Regions from separate parts of the Mus musculus genome. Here region 2 is linked to region 1. The links are chromatin contacts, called in public HiChIP or PLAC-seq maps. All regions are on one chromosome and are shown on one strand. The core of a region is the stretch at or near the end of the contact, and the rest is flanking DNA. Distances in the headings are between cores, read along the strand shown.

Region 1 (7,095 bases), core at 511-3,010:
TGCTCTGCATGGGGTCAAGCACCCATGTGCCAAGCCCTCTGAACCTGTGGCTGTTAGTCAACCCTTTTCCCTTGAAATTGTTCTTTCAGGTAATTTGGTGACAGTGATACAGAAGCCTGACTAATATGCCAAAGAGTTATGATTCCTGAAGGGCAGGGGGGCTGGGGGGGGGGGCTAGGGGGTGGCTAAGGCCTCCCAGCCCTCCCATAAGAATGCAAAAGCAACCATTTTAGCAACAGAGAGAAAAAGAAATGACCCCAAACTATTTCCACTAATGAAAATAAAGGACATCTGAGGAGCTGGGGATGGCTCTGTGGTCCAAAATACTCAATATTCTTGCACAAGTTCAGTTCAGTTCAGTGGAGTTCAGTTGCTAGCACCAGCATTGGGAGGACCACAGCCACCTGCTACTCTAGCTCCAGGGGCTCTGATGACACCTTCTGGCCACTGAGGGCACCTATACACATGTGCACAAACCCATACACAGATAGATAGATAGATAGATAGATAGATAGATAGATAGATAGATAGATAGATACATACATACATACATACATACATACATACATACATAGATGTATATACATGCAAATCAAAATGTTTCTAAATAAGAAAGGAGATATGAGCCCATGGACCTTTAATTTACACATGGAATCTGAAATTCACTTTTAAATTTTGTTTAAGTATTTTGGTGGTTTAAATGAGAATGCCCCCCTCCCAGGGCCTCATACATTTCAATGTTTGGTTACCCAGTTGGTGGACTGTTTAGGAAGGATCCTCCAACAGCCTTGTTGGGGGAGGTGTGTCACTGAAGGTAAGCCTTGAAGCTCAGGTCTGTCTGTCTGTCTATCTGTGTCTCTGTCTCTGTCTCCCTCTTCCACCCTGCCTCCTGCTTATGAATCAGATGTAAGCTTTCAGCTATGGCTCCAGTACCATGCCTGCCTGCTTGCTGCCATGCTCCCCACCATGATGGCCATGGACTTATCCTCTGAAATTGTTAGCAAATCCTTTTATAAGTTGCCTTGGTCATGGTGTCTGCTCACAGCAATAGAAAAGTAACTGAGACAAGTATGTATGGGTTTGGACCAGCTTAGAAATAAATTACTGAGGCTAAAGAGAAGCAACTGGAAGGTTCTCCAACTTTGGTTTCTTGTGATTCTACATAAATTCTTCCTACTCATTCCTCTATGTTCAGAGCAGATGGGGAGAAAATTGCTTGTGTCTAAAAGGTCTTTGGGAGAATAAATTTATTTATTTTTTATTTTAATCAAACTATATGCCTGTTTTGTAAAATAAGTATCCATAAATACACATTTGGAAGTGATACAAATATATGAAATGAACTATTTTACCATAGACAACTGATTTTTTTCCTCTCGACTCAGTAATATTGTTATATTTTGCCATACTTCCTGAAACCTACCTCCCACCAGTCTGAAAGCCTATACACAAAGGCTAAAAGAAGCACTGTAAGGCCACAAAAACAAAGGCTGGCCAGAATGATCTTTATGTCAACAATTAGATGTTCATTTTACCAAATGAAGTAGAATAAAAAAGCACAATCATTACAATATTAATACTGATCCAATCTCTAGGCAGTTTTTAGTTCCCTAAGACACTGCTAAACAAGGAGGTATGAGTTTCTCATTAATCATTGTCAATAAACATAAAACATATTTAGCATGGTCCAGTCTGATGTAGCAGAGCCAAACCACTTAGGGTCAGATCTTGGTTCCCACATAAATAGCTTAGGCATGTGAATAGACCTCTCTGAGCCAACCTCCTCCTTAGCCTTCCAGTTAATCCAGAGGCATCTGGAAGAGCTCTGTGCGCCAAGGACATACTGGACAGAAGGAAGAAAAGTTCACACTGCAATGAAGCCCATTGTCTAGACTGGACACAGAGCAAAGACTTGAAGCACTGGAGGAGGAAAAGGAGGAGGAGGCGGGGGGGGGAGGAGGAGGAGGAGGAGGAGGAGGAGGAGGAGGAGGAGGAGGAGGAGGAGGAAGAGGAGGAGGTGGTAGAGGAGGAAGAAGAGTCCAGAAGGTTTTGTTTGTGGTCCAAGTCTATTCTTAGCCAAGGGATAAGATACCTAAAAGGTTATTTACCATCCAGACAATCCTCCCCAGTTTAGCCAGTTCGCAGTCTGAATCACTCACTGAGTCAGGGCAGGACATGGTGCCAATGCCTGTCCTTGAGCAATTCAGGTACCTGAGTCACAGCCTATTTTAAAAAGACAAACTGATCTACATCTGGCATTGCCAGGGCGAGCTAATTCCCCCACATGCAATCTACTACAGGTGACTCTTCTTTACTCATTGAGATTGCAGAACTGGATTTAGCTGGCTGTGGAGGGGCAGCACAGAGCAGCAGAAGTAGCACAGAGCAGCAGAAGTGGCACAGAGGGACTCCCAGCCACCAGTTACCTGCCCTGAGACCTTGAAAGTGACTTAAACTTTCTGATCATATCATTTGTTAATAAAAAGGGCAGCATAAATGACTCCTGCTTTGAGGGGGACTCAGAGCAGGCTGACCCTGCAGAGGGTCCAGACCCTGCCATTTCTCTGCATGGCCAGGAACAACCTGAGGCAAAGGCAACTGCATGAGCAAAGGCTGTGCTGGCTAAAGGTGTTGGGGGGCAGTGGCTGGAGATAGTCCACGTGGAGAATTTCAAGGCATACCCCTAGGGCTCTGGAGCAAGGCCTGTAGGTTCTTCGGCACAGAATAACAAATCACTAAAAGAGCTTCTGGTGGCTTCTGGGCCACCTTGTGGACTCTGGCCATGGGATAGCATGTGACTAAATGGACAGAACTACAAAACTTTTAATGTAATATTTTTGTTAGTTATGGGAGTATTTTTTACCCTCCCCACAACTCTTTCCCCCAACTCCTCCCAGTTCTACTTTGCTACCTCTTTCCTATGACATGGCCCCTCTGTAAAACCCACCAAGGCCAGTTTGTATTGCCCATATATTCATGGATATAGGTATCAACCACTAGAGCAGGCTCTCAACCTTCCTAATGCTGTAACCCTTTAAAACAGTCCCTCATGTAGCAGTGACCCCCAACCATAAAATTATTTTTGTTACTTCATAATTATAACTTTCCTAATGTGATGAAGTATAATATAAATATCTGTGCTTTCTAATGGTCCAAGTCAACCCTTATGAAAGGGTCATTTAATACCCCCACAAAGGGATCATGATACACAGGTTGAGAACATATCAACGACACTAGAGTAGACTTGATCTACTAGGGGCCAAACACTTGAAGCAGAGCTGCAAATGCGGAGCTAAGTGCACCCACAAAATCATAATGCTGGGGGGTCCACAACAAGCCATCGTAAAGCAAAAGCTGTACACTCCAGGCTTCCCACAAGTGAAGCCTTCAGGGCTGAAGACATGATTGGAAAGAAAAGGCAGCCAAGGTCTACTCTACCATGCCGCTCCCTGATGTTACAGCAACCCTTCTTACTCAGATCACAACTGTGACCTCACTGGGGAATTTCCCATGCTCAACTGATAAAGGAGGGGAATGCCTCAGAATAGGTGTGCAGATATGTCAGCTGGCTGGGTGGGTGTGAACTGAAAATGGACAGCCAGTATCATGCATGATCCTCACTGTATGTGGAAAGTGGCCCATAGCAAGGTTATTACTACAGATTCGTGGGCAGTGGAAAAAGGCTTGTCTGGTGGCTTTGGCACAAGCAAGTCTGCAAAGAGTTGTATTTCAGGCCTTTGGGCCCAAAGTCTGAGGGCCTCAATATTGTGCACATGTCCCTACTAATGGACTCTAACTGTGGAGGAAGAATGAATAACCACATAAAAACTGGACAGCTGTCCATCAACTCTGTCCTTGGGCATATGGTGCTGATGCAGTGGGTTCATGAATGGAGCAGTCAGGGTTCTGGAAGAGGCCATGGCAGGTTTCCACCTTCTTAGGTAACTCAGCTCCTGCAGCTGCTGCTGGTACAAGTTTGACCTGCCAGTCTTTGATCTAGCACCAGTCTTCAGTGAGACCAAGCACCTTGATGCCTTCCATTTAAGTCTCTGGCAACAGCTATGCAGGAGTTCTAACTTGCCTTGTGCACAGTGTGGCAATTCTCAATTCACCAACCTATTTGGAAACTCCAACTGGCCCACATGGAAAAGCCTGAAACAACATGAAGACAGAAAAATCTGTCCCATTCCCCACTGTGCCAGCTCTAACCACCATTAGACTGTGGCTTCAGGAGAGATCCTGGGTTGGGATCACTTCATTGGGTCCCTTCCTGACTTTCTAACCATCAGAAACTATGACAGATAATCACCATGCAGAAAATATTGCCTGGCTACTACCATGCACAAGCACAGGAAGATGGGATGTTGTAGCAGACCTGGACAAAACCCACAATCTGGGTCCAGCCCAGCCCAGGGCAGCTAAATCTTGGATAATCTGCTTGCGAGATACAAAAGAGGAGGTAGAGGAAGAAACAGAGAGCAGTTGCAGGACTGTAGAGGACTATAACTGTGTAAGGCTGTTGTTACACAGTATCTGACAATGACCAACATAGGGGAATCAGGAATATCTATTCCCAAAGATGAGATAGTTCATCATTTTAATCCAGGTGGTGCTGTGACAATTAATCATGAAAAACAGTGCTGGGCACACTGGTGCATGCCTTTAATCCCAGCACTTGGGAGGCAAAGAGAGGTGAATCTCTGTGACCTCAGGGCCAGCCTGGTCTACACGGTGACTTCCAGGACAGCTAGAGCTACATAGTGAGACCTTGTTTCAAAGGCAGGATGAAAATATGCTCCCCTTTTTGAGTCTCTGAGAGTCCGAGAGTCTATAACAAATGATGCTCCAGGTTTTCCATACCTAGCACCTAGAACAAAATGTTGACAAATTCCTGACCACCTCAGAAAAGGCAACAATGCACAGATGGAAAATACCAGAAAGCAGGAGCTGGAACTGGTAGCTCTATAAGTATAAAATTAATTTTATAAGAGATCAGGGACTTCCACCAATAAAGTGTTTATTGACACAGTCAAGCAGGAGATTCTTTTAAAAAAAAAAAGAAGTGTCAAGAGATTCATTTAAGCCAGTATTACAGGAATCTACACTTCAGTCCAAGTGAAAAGGACAATAAATAACTACCCATGAACATGGACACTCAGGACAAAGTGAGGAGCTGTAAAGAGCAGAAACGGAGCCCAGTTTCCTCAATCAAACCCAATCTCAAACTGTGGCATATCTAGTTTGGCTTAAAGGGCTTACCTTTCCTGGGCCAGTGGGTTAAAAAGCATTCATACCACATACAAAATAATCACTACTTGCTGTCTTTTTAAAATTGAATATAAGTTGATTAGAAAAAAATTACTGGAAAGATAGCTCAGTGGCAGATCACTTGCCTAGCTAGGATTCATGATGCCAAAGTACAATTCCAGCAACACACACATATACACACATGCATGCATATACACATATAGTCATACAAAAATGCACACACACGTGTGCAAGTGTGCATACACAGAAACATACATATATACATACACAGACAGCTATACATTCACAAACATATGTGTGCACATTCAGACACTACATGCACAGACATGTACACACACACACATATATATACACATATATACATACATACATACATATACACACATGCCTGTGTACACACATAGACATACATGCACATGTGCCCTTGTACATGCAGAGACATACACACACCTAAGCCTGTGCACACATATATGTATAAATACACACAAAGAAAGGGGAAATTTCACGGCAGCTATTCCACAGTTCATATTTATTTTTGACATTACTTCCCCACACACTCATTTGTGACCTCAGTCACCTTCCCTGGGCTCCACTAGACTCTGAGAACATGAACTTTATTTTGCAAGCTTTGATGGCTTAAAAAAAAAAGCAAAGGAGACTGCATGGCTTTGGTAATACTGACTTGTCTGACTTGGTTTCTATGTTCAAATTCAACTCACTACACTAACCAAAGCAGCAAAGGAGGGAAACATCAGAGCCTCTTAGGATCTCTCTCTCTCTCTCTCTCTCTCTCACACACACACACACACACACACACACACACACACACACAATGAGAGAGTTCCAAACTCAAGGCAAGCATTTTATTATCACTACCCTAAAATGCTGAGGCACATACCTGCATCACCAAAGGGCTTTGGAATGCCAGCAACATTAACAATAGCAATGTCTGGGGAGCCAGCCCTGTGCATTTTTGGGTCTTGTTTAGCAGCATTGCTGGTGTTCACTAAATAGATACTAGAGATACCCTTCCTTCATCCTGAATTACCTCAGCCACAAATTCCCCAAAGAGACAAGGTCACAGCCACCCCCAGTTAGTAGCTATGGCATTGTTGTAGAATCATTTTCCTAAGGATGGAAGGGAAGGAAGAACCTCTGGGGCTTGAGGAGATAATGAATAGAACTTGCTTACACCCAGCATGGCCTCACTCTGTTTCCTCTACCTTACAGATTAGTGTCCATAAGACAATGTTCACAGGCATATTGACATTCATAATGTAACTCCAGAGCCTCTGAAAAGTCTACCACTGACCCTTAAAAGAACATTAAAATGCAGATGAGCAAAAATACTGTTCTGTGGATTGAGTTGTGTCCACTAGTAAAGTTCTGTTGAGAATGAGGTGTGGTATTGCATGTCTGTAATGCTAACACTTAGGAGACTGAGACAGGAGGATTATGCATTCTAACCAGCCAGTGCTACATGGCAACATAGTGAGACCCTGTCTCAATATCAAAGCAAAATAAATACTGAAATGTGTTGAGATCCTAGCTGCTCCCCACCACAAAGAGCTATAGAATGTGACCTTGCTTGGCAGGCATTTATGGATGCATGCAGCGGGACTATCCTGAGAGTCCAGGAAAGGTACATTGAAGGGGTAGTGCATAATGGATGAACACCAAAAATAAATAGGAATTAATTAGCCAAGGGGGTAAATGTGTGTGTGAATGGGACATTCCATGTACCAAATCAGGCATTTTGGTTATTGACATCTTCATATCCCCACAGGATTTGTCCCAGACAAATCTTAAATAAATAGTTACTAAATT
Region 2 (6,900 bases), core at 2,011-4,510, 280 kb before region 1:
AGGCCCTTCACATATGTTTCTTGATTTAATTCTCACAGGAACTGCTCCCATCTGCACTGTTGTCTCTCTGTTTGACCCAGCACAGAGAGGTTAAGTAGCCTGTCCAATGGCACACAGCTCAGCTGCAGGGCCAGTGGTCCAGCTTGAGTGGAACCCTCCAGGCCACAATCTAGGTCTTCAGATCCAGCGCATGTGCTTGTTGACAGACTTCCTAACAGCTCCTGGAGAATCTACAGAGCATAGCTGCCCGGAAGGAGACCTACCCTGGGTCCAGTCAGGCCAGAAGTGGGAAGCAGGAGTGGAGTTATTTTGGAGAAGCGACAGGAAAAAACCACGAAGCTTCCTACCTGTCCTGTTCTGCCCCCGTCTGTCCTGGGAAACAAGGCTGTCCCTTTCTTAGATAAAAAGGTGTCTCTCCCCACACAGTGGCTCTTCCACCAGAGCCTGGAGAGCAAAGACTAAGCTTAGTACACATTGGTTATTTTTAAATGACTACATAAACAATCCAGGCTATGTAAATAAGAAAAACATGAGGTCATCTCTTCAAAACCTAAAAATGTCTTCTCTGTGGGGAGGGGGTGGACTCGCTAGTCCACAGTGTCCCAAGCCACCAGGCCTGGCCTTCCCTTCCTCACACCCATGGAGGCAACAGCAGCTGGTCTGGAAGTCAGGACTCCTGGTTTTTATTCCTGGCTCTGTGGGCTTTGGCTAAATGCTTGGAGCTACTGCCCAATCCCTAGCCCACCTCCTTCTTCTCTAGACCCTGACACCTGTCCCTTCATCACTTGTAAAGCATCCACATTCACAGATCATTGTATCCAATGACCTGTGCTCACTAACTACCCCCCAGAAACCTTTGCAGCACCACTTGGGGTGCAGAGGTGACAGATGCCACCCCACCTGGAGGCTCTTAAATCTGCACGTACAATCAGAGCAGACATGAAGGCAGGGTTCCTCAGAACCCTGTAGCAAAGGTTCCTAATGCCCTGACTCCATGGAGGAAGGGCACAGTGTGTGTGTGTGGGGGGGGGGATGGAAATGCATACAGAAGGAACAGCTTGGGAACTCCAAGGGAAGCTGTTCCTTTCCCTTCGATACAGCATGACCTTCTACATAGCCAGTGGGGCCCTGACAGGTGTACCAGAAGAGGCTGTTAATGTCCCCATTCCTTATCTCTGTGCATTGTCATCTGTCCCCAAGTGCATCTGCACCTTGCCCTCTGTGGGCAGCTGTAAGTCATGAAGGCAGCTGGAGAGCTTAACTTTGGAGACATTAGAAGCCTTGCTAGGAGTCACAGGGCCTCTGGTGTTGCTGGAAGACTGGACTTGACTCTCTGCCCATTGCTCCCACGATCTCTCGCTCCCTTCCTCTACCTCTCCTTCCCTTCCCTTAGGCCTCTCAACAGGACACTCAGCATCCTTTTACTCTTCCATTATCCTTAAGCAGTGGAATAAGAGCAGCCAATTCTTGCTGAGGGCAGTCTCAGACTGTGTTCCACTAAAGCCCTTTCAGAGGTGGCTCTCCAATCACTACAGCATAAATGCTAAAAATACATTTTGGCTCCTATCAGCACTGTTCCAGAAAGTGGACCAGTTTTAACACATTCCCCAGTGCACTGCAGCACTGGGAAAGCGTCCCCAGCTTAGGCTGGCTGGGATGCACTTTGGAATGGGGTCAGGGAAGACTGACCTACAGGGCTGAGATGAGTTTGAACTCTTTCCTGGGTGCCTTTGTTCTGCTGGATAGATTCAGGATTGAATCTATAGGTTTGAAAGTCTACACAGGCATTGACAAGGGACAGAGCCACAAGGTTAAGTTCCCAAGTATGGAGAGTGTGGGCCTCCTGTCTGAATGGCATTTGTAGCAAGAAGGAATTCAAACAGCTGTTGGATACTGTTGATGATGCAAACCGGAACTCCTGTAGTCCACGTGGAATGCCCCATAGCACAGATGAGTACACAGTGGAAAATGCAACCCTTATATCTTCTATTGAAATGACTTTGGATTGTTTTCTTTGTAATTCTCTCTGTCTCTCTCTGTCTCTGTCTCTCTCTCTCTCTCTGTGTATGTGTGTGTGTATTTATATGTGTGTAGCCACACATACAGAGGCTCAAGATTGACATCAAAAATCATTTTCAGTCACTTTTCTATCTCATTCAGTGAAGTAGAATCTCTCCATCAAAACCAGAGCCCATCAAGGTGGCTAATCTCACTAACCAGATTGCCCATGGGATCCCATTTCCACTGTCCAAGGCTGGAATTACGTAAGGGGCTGCCACACTCACTGACATTCCCATGGGTTCTGGGGACCTAAACTCCAGACCTCATGCATGCACAAGTGCTTTAACCACTAAGGGTTTCCAGCCTCCTAGTTTTAACCTTTTTTTCATGGTGTGTGTGTGTGTGTGTGTGTGTGTGTGTGTGTATACTTGTACGTGTATGTGTGAAGTATGCAGAGGCCCTACGTGGGTGTCATCTGTCTTTCTTGATACTTCCCACTTTGTTTACTGAGGCAGGGTCTCCCAGTGAATCAGAAACTTGCCGAGTCTGCTTAGTGTAGCTAGCCATCTTGCCAAGGAGAGTCCCTGTCTCTGCCTTCCAAACGCTTGCTTTACAGGTGGCCACACACCTGCCCAGGTTTTTACATGTGTGCTGGGGCTCTGAACTCTGGTCCTTGTGCCTTTGGGACAAGTGATTTATCCATCTTCTAACCTTTGAATTCCTTAATTCTTAATCCTTAGCAAGCCAACCAAGACAAGAGAAGGCCACGGGGAAGCTGCAGCTGACAAGAAAGATCGTGGATGCCTAGGACTGCAGTCAGCACAGTGGCTGCGAAAGGCCAGAGTCTATTGCTCAGACTTTGAGGGTAGATAGGCGGAAGCAGCCAAAGCTGCTGTGCATGTGAACGAACAGCATGTTTTTCAATAAAGCTTTATTTACACAATCAGGCGGTGGCCACAGGTCTTAGCTTGTGGATCCCTAGTCTAAAATGTCAAAGTTTTGTAAATCAAAGCATAGTTATTACTCTATGTGTGAACTTTCATAATAAATCCATTTTAAAGATTGAAACTTAAAAAAAGATTAAAGAATAAACTCGCTTTATCCTGATCATTAAATCATCATTTCATACAAGATACGACATTTTAAATGGCTTCTCAGACAATGAAAATTTGAAAACCAGTGGCAGTGGTGTTTGCTGGGAAAACATTTCCCAATTCAGTTTCATGTTAGTTCTGGCCTGCAGCCACTCATTCAGAAATCACCTTATTCTGGAGATGGGCCCAGGTTAGGTCTCTCCTGAGGAGACTCCTGGTTACCTTGCATGACTCCAAGCCCTGCTGGGAGCCCAGGTGTCCCCAGCTAACTGGATCCCTGGCATAGTGGAGGCTGCCACACTGCACACCTGCCATCCTGGACCCTCATCCTTCATCTGCATGGATGCCACATAGCCCAGCCCACTTCCTAGTGGGCCAGCTGTGCCTATGATCTCCTGGATCCCCCAGCAGCTCTGAGTCAGAACTCCATTAATCACTGTGCTTTCTTCCCCAGGGAGAGTGCGGGAAGCGGCGGGGCCAGATTTCTGGCTGGAGCTGAGGCTCATTTGCTGCTGGGCAGGGCTCCCTCTGCAGATTGTCCCCCCATCCCCCAGCTGTCAGAGTCCATGTGGACTACTAGGAATTTGGGCATGAAGTAGGGGAGGGCACATGCCAGGAGTGGTAGAGTCCCGGGTGGTCCCCCAGACTGCCTGTGCTCCTCGGAGCTTCAGTTCTAGGTTACTCAAGAACCCACGTCCACCTTGTGGACCAGATCACTGAGGCTGCTAGAGGAGAAGGACCCTCCCCCCAACTTGCAGTTAAGTTGTCATGTGCACCATTGAAAACAAATGCAAAGTCAATAGAGCAGATGGTGCTGCAGGAGACCGAGGAACGGGACCCTTGGTGATGGGGCTCTCCAGTCATACTCTAGTCATCCACTTACTGCTGGAGGAGGAGTAACTGACTCACAGTCTTTTCTTCAGGAAGCATTTCAGTGGAACAGTAAAAGAGTTGATTCATTGTAGACAGAGTTTCTACCCCTGCGAGCTGTGTGACTGTCTTCAAATGACTGAACCTCTCTGTGCTCAGTGTCTGTCCATACATATTTTAAAGGATAAACAAGGCCAGCCTCACTAGGATTTTTCTCTTTTTCCTTTCAGGACTTAAACTCATCTATGAAGTACCAGGCCTTGTGTATAGAGAGGACCAGTCCCTTCACTTTAGGGTCCTGTGCCAGTACCAGGTGGTACAGCATAGCAGATCTATCACAGGGTGAGTGGTGGCTGAGTTGCCTGCACAGTAGGGGATATTAGGAAGGACTTCCAGGTGGGTGGTCCGTGTTTTAATAAGGCCTCATCTGTATGTGCGTGGTGCCCCTGTGAGGCAGGTACCACCTTCTCCTGTGTTGCAAGAGAGGAAACTGAGGCAAGGGAGAGGGAGCTATAACATGTTTCCAAACCATAAAAAAAAAAATCTACTGGGGGTGGGTATGGGGGACTTTTGGGATAGCATTGGAAATGTAAACGAGGAAAATACCTAATTAAAATCTACTAACACCAGTAACTGTTAGTGCTGGGATTTGAACTCAGGGATAGCCCCAGGTTCAATACCACTGTAAACATCCCCCATCCAAATGAGGCTCAGGTAGTTAATTTTTCTTGGGTCTTGGGGGTTTTTCTATCTCCACAGGATGCTTCTGGTCAGGACAGGCATGCTGGGCTGGGCGTGCTGAGGAGCTGCTGGCTGAAATCAAAGCCCATCCACCCCCATCCGTGAGCTGCAGCAATGCTGCCCATGAGGTGACTTACATCCCCGGCCCTGGCTCTGCACAATGAGAAAATGCCTGCTCTAAGCAGAGGGGACAAGCAGGCCTGATGGTAAATCATAGGTTTTCACGTCTTCTACATCATAGCTGAGCCCATACATGTAAACTTAAGACAGGTGGAGAATCCCTAGAGCCCCCAGAAGGCAGCTCCCAGGACCCACCCCAGAATCCAAACATAGTGGGCCCGAGGGTGTATACTTGCAAATGTCAGTACGGAGACAGAAGGATTGTAAGTTCAAGGCTAGCCCTGGCTAACAGAGTGTGATGCTGTTTCAAAGGGAAGGACTCCAGTGCAGAGCCTCATGTCCCTAGTGCTTAAGCAGATGACACAGGTATTCTGGGGAATCCGTGTTTCCTCCCTTCTTCCCTCCCTCCCTCCCTCCCTTCCTCCCTCCCTCCCTCCCTCCCTCCTTCCCTCCCTCCCTCCCTCCCTTCCTTCCTTCCTTCCTTTTTGAAAGCAGGTGCTCTCTCCTTCAGCCCTACCAGCTCCTTGGATGATGATGATGACATAGCTTGTAGCAGACAAAACACCCTAGGATTTAACTCTTACCCAAAGAGCTTCCAATGCCACACCCCCACCCATGTCACAGCCCACTCCTAACGCCCAAGATGGAGATATGCATGCAAACACATATAGGAGCCCAGGGACCTCACTTGCCTATGTACTCAGCCCCTAGAGTTTGGAACTCTCCAGGTAATCATGAGAGGCCAGACCTGACACCCTTCCATGCCTCCGGGCAGGGGCTTTATGACAGGGCAGGGTATGAAGGTGACTTAGGATTGGGCATGGAAGGACAAGCCTGGGAAACAGGTTAATATATCAGAGGCCTGGGTCCTTGTGAGACATTGTTGTGTCCTTTAGCAGAGGTGAGGTGGAGACTGAGGGGCGGAGACATGGGAAGGCTGGAATTCCTAATCAAGGCACCAGGGAATTCCAGACCAGCTCTGTCAGAGGTCAGGGAAGGCAAGGACAGGTGATGGCCACTCTCCAGACAGAAGGTTTTAAGAGAAGAACACAGCCAGCTAAAATGGCAGTTGGCAAACCAGACTGGAGCTTCTTACCTGCGCTGCAGGCACCACTTCCGATGACCAAAACTGAAGCGCTGCTCTCTCTGGAAGCCAGCGTTCATGTCCACTCCGGCCGCAAAGCCTCTGCTTACACACTGCTTCTCCCTGAGGAAGGGGTAGCGTGCCTGGCCAGCGGCTCTCCAGAGTCTTCCATGAGCTACTTCGAGGCAGCTTGGTTTGTGCCTCTGATCCTACAAAAGTGGGGAAGACGGAAGCCATGGTCAGGGAGTTTTCTAGATCAATTTTAGGTACAGAACAATCCCTGCTTTATCCCAGCCCTGAACTCTCTCCAAATTGCATTTCTGTCCCATGTCCCCTCAGGGAGATAGTAGGATACAGTGGCTCTGGGATGATACACTGTACATTCCTTTGCCCTATGCTAAACTTCCCTGAGTGTCATCCTTTACCAGGCGGATGGGCAGGGCTCCTGGTGGACCTCAAGGTTTCCAAATCCTGGAGTACAGTTTTTGGACAATGACAGATGACTGGGGTCTGTGTCAGGGCATCCTTGACCTTGAACAGGCTCGAGGGAAGTCTACTTGAAAGGTAGAGTTTTCTGTTTGGTTCTAGATGAGCAAGTTAGAGGGACTGGCATCAGTCAGACTCTATGAACGCTTGCTGGCCTGAAGGTGGAAGGATCATGTGGAAGGGAAGGACCCAGAGGCAGCAGCTAGCAACTCGGAAGGACTGCCCATCTGAAAACCAGCAAGGGAACAGAACTTCAGCCCCCCCACCAACCACAGGGACTCAGGTTACATCAATCCAAGAATGAGATTGGAAAGGTATAACACTCCCCAGAGCAGGGTTGACTCCTCAGTTTACCCACATCCAATGCCAACCTAAGCCAACTGCAGACGTGATTGGGTGCCTTCGTGGTAAGGACATGGTTACAGCCTAGGGACCTATAGAAGCAAGCTGACCCATGGGTATGGCGCACAATCACTTACCCTGAGGGGGCTGCTAGCCCAAGTG

Evidence for each region. HiChIP or PLAC-seq counts read pairs in DNA pulled down with a chosen protein or histone mark.
Region 2: a contact with region 1 is called in an H3K27ac HiChIP or PLAC-seq map of the NIH/3T3 cell line, with 3 times the contacts expected there. The contact joins two enhancer-like sites. A contact is called at or near these places in 1 of 15 datasets of contacts at CTCF or cohesin (the NIH/3T3 cell line) and 1 of 115 datasets of contacts at active chromatin or transcription factors (the NIH/3T3 cell line).

The regions. Positions count from the first base shown.
Region 1 is chr4:119,781,601-119,788,695 of GRCm38.p6, reverse strand. It overlaps a transcript of Hivep3 not described here. Among named protein-coding and RNA genes, the nearest start is that of Hivep3, 30 kb to the left of the region's middle. Within about 2 kb of position 1,760, at least 47 of the 459 cell types and tissues checked have an H3K27ac peak or open chromatin away from gene starts, as enhancers often do. A contact at or near this core is called in the NIH/3T3 cell line, where this site is marked.
Region 2 is chr4:120,064,086-120,070,985 of GRCm38.p6, reverse strand. It overlaps Hivep3 (human immunodeficiency virus type I enhancer binding protein 3), which reads right to left. Exons shown (of 9, transcript NM_010657.3): 3 at 5,923-6,119. Gm36215 (a long non-coding RNA gene) reads left to right here. Exons shown (of 3, transcript XR_376605.4): 2 at 4,196-4,307; 3 at 4,725-5,605. Among named protein-coding and RNA genes, the nearest start is that of Gm36215, 7.2 kb to the left of the region's middle. Within about 2 kb of position 3,260, at least 29 of the 459 cell types and tissues checked have an H3K27ac peak or open chromatin away from gene starts, as enhancers often do. A contact at or near this core is called in the NIH/3T3 cell line, where this site is marked.